Regions from separate parts of the Sus scrofa genome. Here region 2 is linked to region 1. The links are chromatin contacts, called in public HiChIP or PLAC-seq maps. All regions are on one chromosome and are shown on one strand. Each heading gives the region's core, a stretch centred on a gene start, on an enhancer-like site or on the middle of the called end of the contact. The rest is flanking DNA. Distances are from core to core; before and after follow the strand shown.

The links. HiChIP or PLAC-seq counts read pairs in DNA pulled down with a chosen protein or histone mark.
Region 2: a contact with region 1 is called in an H3K27ac HiChIP or PLAC-seq map of alveolar macrophages. The contact joins the promoter of MOCS3 here to the promoter of BCAS4 in region 1. A contact is called at or near these places in 1 of 47 Hi-C or Micro-C datasets (brain) and 2 of 2 datasets of contacts at active chromatin or transcription factors (alveolar macrophages and skeletal muscle).

Annotation. Positions count from the first base shown.
Region 1 is chr17:52,235,199-52,241,174 of Sscrofa11.1, forward strand. BCAS4 (breast carcinoma amplified sequence 4) reads left to right here and starts at 4,201. Exons shown (of 5, transcript NM_001123082.1): 1 at 4,201-4,395. The coding sequence starts at 4,216.
Region 2 is chr17:52,375,408-52,381,852 of Sscrofa11.1, forward strand. It overlaps MOCS3 (molybdenum cofactor synthesis 3), which reads left to right and starts at 1,936. Exons shown (of 1, transcript NM_001101819.1): 1 at 1,936-4,304. The coding sequence starts at 1,953. The coding sequence ends at 3,320. DPM1 (dolichyl-phosphate mannosyltransferase subunit 1, catalytic) reads right to left here and starts at 1,631. Exons shown (of 9, transcript NM_001101820.1): 1 at 1,474-1,631. The coding sequence starts at 1,631.

The sequences.
Region 1 (5,976 bases), core at 2,951-5,450:
TGAAGGGAGAGACCCTGAGGACCACGTGGAGGGCAGGGCAGGCGGCCCAGGGGCAGCGGGGGTCCCAGGCGGGAATGCTTGACATCACTGTGGAGCTTGGCAGCACTTGCAGCTTGGTCGGGGGATCCCAGAGGCGGAACCCAGACACTTTCAGGGGCCAAGAGGTCAGCGAGAGACAGGCAGGTGAGGAAGACCATGCAAACTGGGGCAGCTCCTGAACTGCGATGCCACAGCGGAGGCCCACGGTTTCCTGACAGTTCCTTTTTTTTTTTTTTTTTTTTTTTTTTTTTTTTGAGAGAGAGAGAGAAGCCGCAGTCTGAATGCCTGTGTGAACTGTAAAAGGCGTCGTGTTGGAAGAAACACATGTTTAAACACGATGTCGTCCAGACCTAATACACCTGCTAGTGTCTTAGTTTGGGCCTGGGAACAGATCCTTAACCCACAGAGTGAGGCCAGGGATCGAACCCCCATCCTCATGGACACTCCATTGGGTTCTTAACCCACCGAGCCACCACAGGAACACCAGCAGGCTGGTCTTCTTGGGTCACATCTATAAAGACAATAATCCCACCCACAAGGGCTCCACCCTCCTGCTCTAGTCGCCTCCCAAAGGGCCCCCACTCTTCCGACTATCGCCTGGGGGGGTCAGGATTTCAGCGCATGAATATGGGGGACCACAGTCGCCAGCTATTGCAGCAGACTCCCGAGGGGCGAGGCCAGGACTCTGGTGAGGCAGGGGCTATGCCCAGGGCGCAAAACAGAAGGAGCCCCTCACTGCCCTGGGGCTGACCCTGACCCTGAGGCCTCTTAACAGTCTGTACCCCAAGTGCCTCTCTCGCCTTCTCCAGGTCCTGGCCCTGCTCTGTGGGCCCCCATTTGCATCTTATGATTCAAAGAGAAAAGGAGTAAAAGACTGGCAAGGGAGGGCTGGGAGCAGGTGTCTGACCTGACTTGGCGGGCACGGGGGAATTAGGCACAGGAAGAGAGGTGGCTACAGGGAGCTTAGGGCGGGCAGTGAGCAGGGCCAGCAGCCCCGGGCAGGGCAGCTGCCAGCTTCCCCACAGGCCAGGTTTGGCTGGGGAGGCAGCCACAGGACCAAAGGAGAGTCATCACGAAGGAGGCAGTATGGTGTGAGTAGCCAGTTAGGACGTGGGTTCTGGGATCGGACTGTCCAAGTTCAAATCCTGACCCTTCCACTTACTAATGACAAACCCTGGCGAGTGACTTAACTTCTCAAGGTCTCAGTTCCTTTGTCTCTAAAACGGGCCTTAGCAGAGCCTCCCTGCCTGCCGGGGTTTGGTGGAGACTGGAGGGTAGCTAATGTCCCACACACAGGAAGCTTTTAGGACACATTTGCAAGGACCTTTAGAAACAGTGGCTTCATGATTCTGCTGCAGGTCACAAGCCGGCAGAGTTAAGCAAGCATTGGAGCTACAGGGATTAGAGAACCTGGGGGATTCTTTAACCCTCTCCAACCGAGGCCACAGCCCCCGCTAATTAAATCACAGCTTCTGGGGAGCTGCTGGGCCTCAGTATATTCTGGAAGTTTCCAGGGTGCAGCTGAGCTTGGGAACCACTGCCTATCTGGAACCTTTGTGTGCCTGAGGCCCGAGCCTGCAGAGGTGACCTTGAGCAGATGCTAACCGGCAACCATTTTGTAGCTGGAGGTGAAGCCAGATGGGATGGGGGTGGAAGGCTGTGTGGCCCCGGGGAGCCCAGCCCGGGGCTCCCCCGGCTCCCGGGGGTCTTCAGGGCCAGGCAGCCCGATGGCCCCACCCCAGGCTGGGAGGGAGCCAGCTGGCCGCCTGCCCCCGCAGGGGACTCCTGAGCCGGAGGCCGGAGCAGCAGCTCGGAGCCGGGCTTGGGCGCCAGAGGGAGCTCGTGGGGACGCGCCACGACTCCATCCCCGCAGCTGGTTCAAACTGGTTTGGGCAGGGTGCGGCCCAGGCGGGCTGCATTCCAGGCCTCCGGCCCGCCGCCTGCCCCAGGGTCACCCCAAGCGCCTCTGAGAGGCCAGGGAGGTTTTTTTTAAATTTCAGTCTTCTTTGTTGAAAAGCATGAATTTGGCCTCCCCCCGGGGGTCCCTGGCAGAAGCCGGCGGGAAGAAGCTGGACGCGGATTACCCTCGGCCTGCGATGCGCAGCATCAGAACCCACTGCAGAGCTTTTAAAGATGCCCCTGGCCAGCTGCCCCTCTCCCCAAAGACCCCGATTCTGAAAGTTGGGGTGGGGCTCCCAGCAGCTGAATTTTAAGCTAAATCTTTCTAAGGCATCATTACGTTTAGGAAAAAAGACTAAAAACGAAATGACCGCTGGCTGGCCCACTTGGCGGGGGGGGGGGGGGGGGGGGGGGGCCTGCTTCCCCGAGACGCGTGCAAAGCGTGCAGACCCCTTCCCCAAGCAGCCTGTCTTCAGGGGCCTGGGGCCTGGGCCCTGGGGAAGCGGCACTTTTAGCTAATACCCTAGGAGTTTCTGGGGTTTTGTTTGTTTGTTTTCTCCCAGGCAGTCATGTTAAGCATTTGAAAAGTTCAAATTCTGCAAGGAGCCTCGGGAGAAGAAATGAACCATTACAAATAGAATCGAAACCCCTCTTCCCCCCCCCCACGTCCTCTCCCCCACCCCCAAGTAACCCCTTTCCCGAATGTGTGTGTCACCGCCGTGCACAGCTTTAGACTTTTACTCCATATGTCTGTATCCATAAACAATATATAGTGCGGTTTCGCATGTTTTTAAAACTTTATGTTAATGGCAGCGTGCCCTACAGAGCCTTCTGCGACTTGTCTTTTTTTTACTTTCCTTAGCATTATGTTTTTGAGATTCTTCCATCACAGGGAAGTTTGTGGAGCTGGGGCCTGATTGGCTAATCTGAGGCCAGTTCTGGGCTTTTCTGAGGGAGGGCCCCAGCCAGCCAGCAGCAGGGAGGGGTCAGAGGGGGGTTCCTAGGTGTGTGTTCCTAGGTGTGTGACTTGCTCTGGGCATCAGATGTATCAGGACAGCAATGAATGGCCAGTCCCAGGTTCAGTGAGTTCCTAGCTAACCCTTCTCCTAAGCACCCGAAGCCCACGTCCGTGCCAAGAATTTTCCTGAAAATTACTCTGGCCTGAAGACCTGAATGTTTGGGCGGAGATGTCCAGACATTAGCCGTGGGCAGCTGTGGAAGGGGGACCACAGGTGATGGGTCATCCCCAAGACGGTTCTAGCGTGTGCTCACGCCCGCTACCTACGGTTGTCAGATAAAATATAAACTCAGATTTAACAAGGCAGGCGGGAGGGGAGCCTTGTATATTCATTTGCAACCTTAAGCCCAGCCTGATTTTTAAAAACGAATTTAACATGTTAAAAGAAAATTATCATAGGAAAAATGAGAAAGCTAGAATTCCCTATACCTCATTACCTTTTTCAGAACTCTTCCTCGCTAGCACTCTTTTGGACCCCCCCACCCCCACCCTCTTAAGCCTCTAAGGGGTCTAGATTAACCTCCTAGGGATGTGTGTTGAATGGGGGAGGGGAGGTGTCAAATGCAGTGCCTTTAAGAATTCCCTTGGGAAGCTTATTTTCAAAGCCGACCCTGGGAGGAAGAGGCTCGCGCTACCCGGCTTCCCTAACTTCCAGGACTGTCCTGACGCAAAGATGCTGTCCTCGTGCAGGCCTGTGGGCGGGGTTGATGGGGGGGCGGAATGGTCTTTAAATGAAAGGCGAGTCTGAGAGAGCAGTTCTCTATTCTGGATGCGCGCTGGAACCACCCGGAGTGCTTTACAAACTACTGATGCCCAAGCCCCACCCCTTAGAGATTCCGGCTGAATGGGCCTGGTGTAAGGCCTGGCTTCCGGGCTTTTAGAAGCTCCCCAGGGCATTCTCAAGTGTTGTGGGAGCTGGGAACCGCTGTACCACCAGAGTCAAATGAAAAGGGGTAGTCTATATCGATGGTTCTCAAACTCGGCTGTATGTTACAATCACCTGACCAGCTACCGATGCCCAGGTTCCAACCCCAGAGACTATCTGGCCTGGACTGCGGAAGTTTTAAAAGAGCTCCAGGTGATTGCAATTTGAAAGCACGTTTGAGAATCGCTGGTTTACCAGGTGGTGCGCGGGCCGGGCGCAGCGAGCATGGCGCGCCACTGGGTGGCGCTGCGCACTCGGCCCGGCGCTCCGGGAGGCGTGGGCCGCGGCCACGGGATACGCACCTGCCCCGCCTCCGCCAGGCGGGCCACGGGGCATGCAGTCGGCCGGGGGCGGGGCTCTGGGGACGGGACGCTGCGGCGTGTTTTCCGACAGCCTCCGCCAGCTGGACCCTGCCGAGCTCCTGATGCTACTCTTGGACGCGGACCGGCCGGAGCCGGTGCGCAGCGGGGCGCACGAGCTCGCTCTCTTCCTGACCCCCGAGCCCGGGGCTGAGGTAGGGGACACGGTTGGAAGTGGGGAAGACGAGGTCGGGGGATGCTGGGCCCGCGTGTCTCGGGGGAGAGTGGACGGATGGGGATCCCTAGCGCTCTGGACCCGGACCCACGGCTTCTCGCAACATCCTTTTGTACCAGGCGCTGGGGCTGCAGACTGGCTCTGGCGGCCCGAGAGGCCCCTCTTGGGCGGAGGGGTGGCTGCCTAGCGTCACCCAGAGATGCGCGTCAGGTCGCGCCTGCTCCCTTCTCCAGCCCACACGGCCCAGGGGCCCAGACTCTCTTCCCGCCCGACCGAAGCGCGCTCGGAGCTGCTGCCCTTTGCCAGCCTGGGCCTCGGGGACGCGCGCGGGGGGCGGGGGGCAGGCTGACACCCCCCCCCCCGCCCCACCCCGGTCCTGCCCCTGCCCGGGCGCTCGGCCTGCTCGGTTCTGAGCTGCTTGCCAGATGCCAGGAGGAGGCGGGCGGGCTGCGGCTGTGTGGGGGAACACCCGGCCTCGGTCCGCTTCTGTCGCTAGGAGGGAAAATACATGGTCTCTGGCTCTACTTTCTATTTTAAAAGCACAGAATAAAAAGTAGACCTAAAACTAGACTCTTTATCTTCCAGCTGAAGCTAGTCTGTTGACAGTGCCGTGAACAGCTTATTTACCAGGAGTTAATTAGGCCAGAAATTCAACCCATTCTCCTTTTAAATCTCAGAAGCAGTAGAGAAGTATTTAACATAAAGGGATAAGAACCCTCTCTTTTTGCTCTCTCACCCCAATTCTAGTTCCCAGGGACAACCATCATTCACAGTTTGGTGTACCTCATTCCAAACGTAGTAACAATGCATTGACAAATGTAGCTATGTGTATATACTAATAATTGTATATAGTTTTTACCAAAAAATCCACTTGATACTAAAATACTGTTCTGTAACTGATTTCTCTTTGTTCAAAATAGTATGGACAGGAGTTCCTCTTGTGGCGCAGCGGGTTAAGGACCAGATCTTCTCTCTGAGGACTCAGGTTCCGAGGGTTTGATCCCTGGCCCCATTCAGTGGGTTAAGGATCCTGAGTTGCCACAGCTGCAGCTCTGATTAGATCCCTGGCCCCAGATCTTCCATATGCTGCAGGTGCGGCCCTAAAACAAAACAAAATAGCATGGACAGATGGGGAGTGACTTAACGGAAAGGTGTAGGGCTTTTATGGGTGATGAAAATGTTCTGGAATTGTGCTAATAATGATCGCACAAGATTGAATACACTGAAAACCACAGGATTACACACTTTAAAAGAGTCAATTTTATGGTATGTGAATTATATCCCAATTTTGAGAATAGTGTGGACATATTTCCATGTCAGAATGTATCTGTAAGAGCTGTCCAATAGAAGTATAATTTGAGCCATAAATGTGAGCCATCCATGTAATATTAATTAAATATTTATTTCTGTCTTTTGTCTTTTTAGGACCACACCCACAGCATATGGAGGTTCCCAGGCTAGGGGTGGAATCAGAGCTCCAGCTGCTGGCCTACACCACAGCCACAGCAATGCAGGATCCGAGCTGTGTCTTTGACCTACACCACAGCTCACCACAACGCCG
Region 2 (6,445 bases), core at 686-3,185, 140 kb after region 1:
AGAAATTAAAATATAAATTAAAAAAAAGAAGGAAAAAGATTCCGGACAAAAAAACTTTGAAGGGCCATAAATGTGAAGACAGTTACTTCATTCAGAAAATTATAAACAATAGAGTTCCCATCGCGGCTCAGTGGGAACGAACCCGACTAGTATCCATGAGGATGAGGGTTCAATCCTCAGTGGGTTAAGGATGCCAGAGTTGCTGTGGCAGTGGTGTAGGCAGGCAGCTACTGGCTCCATTCCATCCCTAGCCTGGGCATTCCATGTGCCTCGAGTTCGGCCCTAAAAAAATAAAAAACAAAATCAAAAATCAAAAAAGAAAAATCAAAACAGCAATGTATCTCACCAATTAGCATTTCCAACTATGTAAGTTTAATAAAGCTCAGGTTGGCTGGCTGATGGGGAAACAGGCACTCTCTGATGAATGCTGAAAAGTCCTAAGCCAGTACAATCTTTTAAGAGAGCAACTTGACAGCTACTATCAATTTTAAGCACATCTCTATTGACTCAGCAATTCCACAGCAAGACTTTATCCCTGGTATACTAGTAAAGGCACGAATGTGTTTGTTGCAAAGTTTACCTAATATAGGAGCACTTATTATGCATTAAGCACTTTTTTTAAAAATGGTAGGAAATACGTTGTAAACAAAGTCTTCGTTCTCATTTGTAAAGCAAAAGTCAAAAAGGAAAAAAAAACACTTTGGAAATAATCCGCGTTCGGTAATATTAACCGGTTAGAAAAATTAAAACACAGCCATATGACATTATCTCATTTTCAAAATAATTTGCGAAGTCTGTATGTGCTGATATGGAAAGATCTTCAAAGATTTACACAATAGGATCCCATTTGTGTAACGGCAAAATAAGTCACCAAGTACTGACACCAGCATTTTCTTAAGCTAAAAAAAAAAAAAAAAAAAAGTGTATAACGCTTCAAACTTCAAAACTTCCCACCTTCCAACAATCACATTAAATAAACATCCACTAGCGAATCAGTCCTTAGGCCTTCTCCAGAAAGGCTGTCCAGCCCAGCAGCAGTTCCCTAACCCATTGAGCCCAAACCTCATGCTTACATAAGCCCTGGGGGCACGGGGGCGGGAGTGAGCGGGCTCGCTTAGAGTCCTGGCTCCTGCCGCAGATCCCGACCGCTAAGAGTGAGGTCAGGCTTTCAGCCTCGCCCCAACTGAAAGGGTGGCTAACCCTTCTAAGAAAAAAGCGGGGGGAGGGGAATCGGGGAGTGTATAATAAAGAAGTGTCTCACAAAACCCAAAGGCAGGAATATGACACCAAAACATGGAGAGAACCCCAGAAGTGTCCGCCTCTGCTCTCCTCGTAGGCTGGCTTCCGCCCCGAGGCCTCCCGCGGGAGCCGAAGAGGGGACAAGCAGGGCCGCCTCGCGCAGCCAACTGCCGACAATCAGGCCAGGGAAGCCAGCTCATCTCATTCCTCGGGGAGGGTGGCCAGGCGCGCTACCTCTCAGAAAAGCTCTTCACCAGCAGCCACACGATAAGCGGTAGGTTCTCGCGCTCATTGTAGGTGGGCAGAAGCACTGAATACTTGTCCTGCCGCGGGAAGCGCCCCTCCGGCTCCCACCGAGACCTAGAATTACGACTCGCTTCCTCGGAGGCCATGGCGGAGCTGCGCGCGACGTCGGAAGCGGAATGACGTCGACGCGGCGTGAGGAGGAGACAAGCGGGACCGTACCAAACCTAGGAGAGGGGGGTGGTCTCTGTGGCGGAATTCTAGTGCTCCTAAGGCCCTCTGCGTGTTTCTATTGGAAATGGTCAGGACTCGTGAACCTTTCAAGTTGAATCTGAGGTTCCCCTTATGGAAATACATATCTATTTATCATCTTTTCTCAAGCTTCATAAAGTTTTTTAGTTTATTCTCGTGGCTAGCCCGGGGAAAGCAGGAAACGGAAGTGTCTTTCATGACTTCCGGAAGAGGCTGCCATGGCGGCCAGGGAGGAGGTGCTGGCCCTCCAGGCTGAAGTTGCGCGGCGTGAAGAGGAGCTGAGCTCCCTGAAGCACAGGCTGGCGGCGGCTCTCCTGGCGGAGCAGGAGTCAGAGCGGTTGCTTCCGGTGTCGCCCTTGCCGCCGAAGGCCGCCCTGTCCCAAGATGAGATCCTGCGCTATAGCCGGCAGCTAGTGCTGCCTGAGCTGGGCGTGCAGGGACAGCTGCGCCTGGCGACCGCGTCCGTGCTGATCGTGGGCTGCGGGGGGCTCGGCTGCCCACTGGCGCAGTACCTGGCAGCGGCCGGCGTCGGTCGCCTGGGCCTTGTGGACTACGATGTAGTAGAAGTGAGCAACCTGGCCCGCCAAGTGTTGCATGGCGAGGCACTGGCCGGCCAGGCCAAAGTCTTTTCTGCCGCCGCCTCACTGCGCCGTCTCAATTCGGCAGTGGAGTGCGTGCCCTATGCCCAGGCGCTTACGCCAGCCACTGCGTTAGACCTCGTCCGCCGCTATGACGTGGTGGCCGATTGCTCCGACAACGTGCCCACTCGATACCTGGTTAACGATGCCTGTGTGCTAGCCGGCAGGCCTCTCGTGTCGGCCAGCGCCCTGCGCTTCGAGGGCCAGATCACAGTCTACCACTACGGCGGTGGGCCTTGCTATCGCTGCGTATTCCCCCAGCCACCTCCGGCGGAGACCGTGACCAACTGCGCGGATGGCGGGGTGCTTGGTGTGGTGACCGGGGTCCTGGGCTGCCTGCAGGCGCTGGAAGTGTTGAAGATCGCTGCAGGTCTGGGCCCCTCTTATAGTGGCAGCCTGTTGCTCTTTGATGCCCTCAGAGGACTCTTCCGACGCATTCAGCTGCGGAGGCGCAGGCCCGACTGTGCAGCTTGCGGGGAGCGGCCCACTGTTACTGAGCTGCAGGACTACGAAGGCTTCTGTGGCTCCTCGGCCACCGATAAGTGCCGCTCCCTGCAATTGCTGAGCCCAGAAGAGCGAGTTTCTGTCATCGACTATAAACGACTTCTGGATTCTGGGTCACCCCACCTGTTGCTGGACGTCAGGCCTCAAGTAGAGGTGGACATCTGTCGTCTGCCTCATGCCCTACACATCCCATTGAAACATTTGGAACGGAGGGATGCGGAGAGCCTGAAACTCTTAGGAGAAGCAATCCGGGAAGGGAAGCAGGGCACACAGGAAGGGGCATCTCTCCCCATTTACGTGATTTGCAAACTGGGCAACGACTCCCAGAAAGCCGTGAAGATCCTGCAGTCCTTGCCAGACTTAGACTCTTTACTAGTTCAGGATGTCGTGGGGGGCCTCATGGCCTGGGCTGCCAAAGTCGATGGGACGTTTCCGCAGTACTGAGGTGGGTTGGTAGAGTCTGACCAGCGAAAAGCGTGCGTTGCCATGCTACCTAAAGGTTTTTTTTTTTTTTTTCCCCATTAATTTATTTGCATTTTTTTTCACTAATGTACGGAAGAGCCTGGGATTCTGCAATAGCTGTAAATACAGGGACTTTTTTTTTTTGTCCCCGCCTATGCACCCCACAGCAGTGACAGCGGCTGGATCCTTAACCCGCTGAGCCACCAACGAACTGCACGTGGACGTCTTTTATAAGGGACTTTTCAATTATAATTTATGGGATGATGTGGTTATTAATGGATTATAATACTGTTTTTGAGAACTGTCTTGTGTTTTCAGAACTTGAATGGTGTCTCGAACAGGTGAGGTAAAAGGTGACCGGATTTTGTGTTTTGAACTGCCAATCATTTGCCTGTTCTCCCTTTTTTTGACCGCTCCCATGAAGAGCTCTTTAAATCGTCCATTTTAATGCTTGGAAAGGTGTAGAAAACATACTGAATTGCTCACAGGTGATATAGTTAAGATCAGCTTATTGCTTACTTAGGCATTCTTTGGATGTTATTTCCACTTAAAATTACAGAATATGTCCGAGAGAAATCAGTGCTCAAAGGTAAATTGTGAAAATAGTTAAACTAAAATTATGTGGGAAGTGGTCATTCTATTAAATATTTTGAATTAAAAGCCAAGTGAGAGATTTACAGTCTAGCAAGGTAGAAACCACCTTTGCAGTCCATCAGTTTAATACGTTGCTGATTTCTTCTTAGAGTTAGTTTGTGGGTCCACCTTATGTTGTGCACATTTAGAATTTTTTTGGCTTTACCGTATGGCCAGGATGCCAAATCCTGAATTAAAGTGCAGTAATGAACATTTTTCTCTTCTTCACAATTTTGGGTGAAAAACTTTGAATATTTGACTATTACTTGTTAATGCTTTACTGTAGATAAATACCCTCTATCAGATTAAATAAATTTCTGGTTATAGTTTGCTAAGAGTTTTCATTGAATTTAGCAAATGCTTTTTCTGCATTTTAACATGCTTTTTTCCTCCTGTTAATGCTGAGAATTACATCAATTTGTGTGTGTGTGGCCAAAAAATACATAACATAAAGTTGACCTTCCCAACAGTTTCCACGTGTACAACACAATATTGTCAACTGTATGCATTTGCTGGGCACCAGATTCCAGAACCTCGCATCCTGCATGACTGAGACTTTATACCCACTGAACAGCTCACCACTCACGTTTAATTTCCCTTTTCTATTTTGATGTAATTTATTGCAGCATTTTATAACACTATAAAGCATCAGTGTTTTTGCTTACTAATAAGAATATTAAACAGTATTTTCATGAATTGGCAGGTAGACTGCCCAACTTCCGACATGAACAACAAAATTAAAAGCAAAAATTTGGTATGTGAGTGTATATTGGTGGCAAATTGAACAATCTGTGGCGTGTCAAAAGGAGGCCCCTATTCTTCAGCTGATGGTTGCATGCAGACCTGTAATCACCAGAAATGCAGATAGAAATGTGAAATCATTGTATCTCTGACTACAATTTTTTTAAAAAGTTTAAAAGCATTGTGGGCCAGACAAAACCTTCTTCAGGTCACCAGTTTTCAATCTCTGACACAGACTCTTTTTTTTTTTTTTTTTTTTGGTTTTTGTAGGGCCATACCCGAGCATATGGAAGTTCCCAGGCTAGGGGTGGAATCAGAGTTACAGCTGCTGGCCTACACCACAGCCACAGTAAAGCCATGTCTGAGCTGCATCTGCGACCTACACCACAGCTCACGGCAACGCCGGATCCTTAACCCAGTGAGTGAGGCCAGGGTTTGAACCCACAACCTCATGGTTCCTAGTCGGATTTGTTTCCACTGCACCATGACGGGAACTCCCTGCACCTCATTTTTGAATGGGCATGCTAAAAGTATGATAGGAGTTCCCGTCGTGCCTCAGTGGTTAACGAATCCAACTAGGAACCATGAGGTTGCAGGTTCGATCCCTGGCCTTGCTCAGTGGGTTAAGGATCTGGCGTTGCTGTGAGCTGTGGTGTAGGTTGCAGACAGGCTCAGATCCCGAGTCGCTGTGGCTCTGGTGTAGGCCGGTGGCTACAGCTCCAATTCGACCCCTAGCCTGGGAACCTCCATATGCCACGGGAGCAGCCCAAGAAATGGTAAAAAGACAAAAAATAAAAATAAAAGTATGATAGCCCTTTCTCTGTTAGAGCAGGTTTCTTATGACTGTGTCCCAAGTCGTGGGAAAAAAATGACAGAGCCAGAGAGGAGAACAAAGATGGCTGGCCTTTGTTGCAGTTTTTACTTCAGGACAAAAGCAGATTCTGGTACATATCAGGAGACAGTTAAATGGACTAGGAACTGGTTGATACTGTGATGGCCTAAAGTTAGGCTGTTTGGGTAATTCCTGCAGCCTGGTCGTCAGTGGGATAGGTAACAGAAGCTGACCTTGACTGATAATGTGGGGACACGGCTTATTAAAGTGATCGAAGGTGCTTTGAGAATTTTGGGAGACAGACTACAAGCTATACTTCTAGGAATGATGTCCAAAACCATGCACAGAACTCACCTGAACACTGTACACCGTGCTGCCCCATCTAATACTAGAGGGAGTGGCCAGTACAGCCGCACCAAACTCACTTGACCTGGCCCCACTGCCTTCCCAGAAAGACCAACACTTGAGCCTCAACTCTGGGCAGAGAGCAGAGTTCTTTATATCACTCCTTTCTGAGTCAGTCTTGAGGCTAGAGCCTGGTCATGTGCCTGCATCCTAGCTGCAAAGGCAGCTGGGAATTGGAGTTCTGAAGTCTACTATAGGGAGGCAGAGCTCATAAACTGGTACTTCTCAAATTAGAGAAAGATGTTTCAAAAGATGGGTTGTTAAGAATATGACAGTTCTCAGCAGAGTTCCCAATGTGGCACAGTGGAAACGAATCTACTAGGAACCATGAGGTTGCCGGTTCGATCCCTGGCCTTGCTTAGTGGGTTACGGATCTGGCATTGCCGTGATCTGTGACGTAGCCCAGCAGCTACAGCTCCGATTCGACTCCTAGCCTGGGAACCCTACATGCACGAGTGTGGCCCTGAAGAGACCAAAAAAGAAAGAATATGACAGT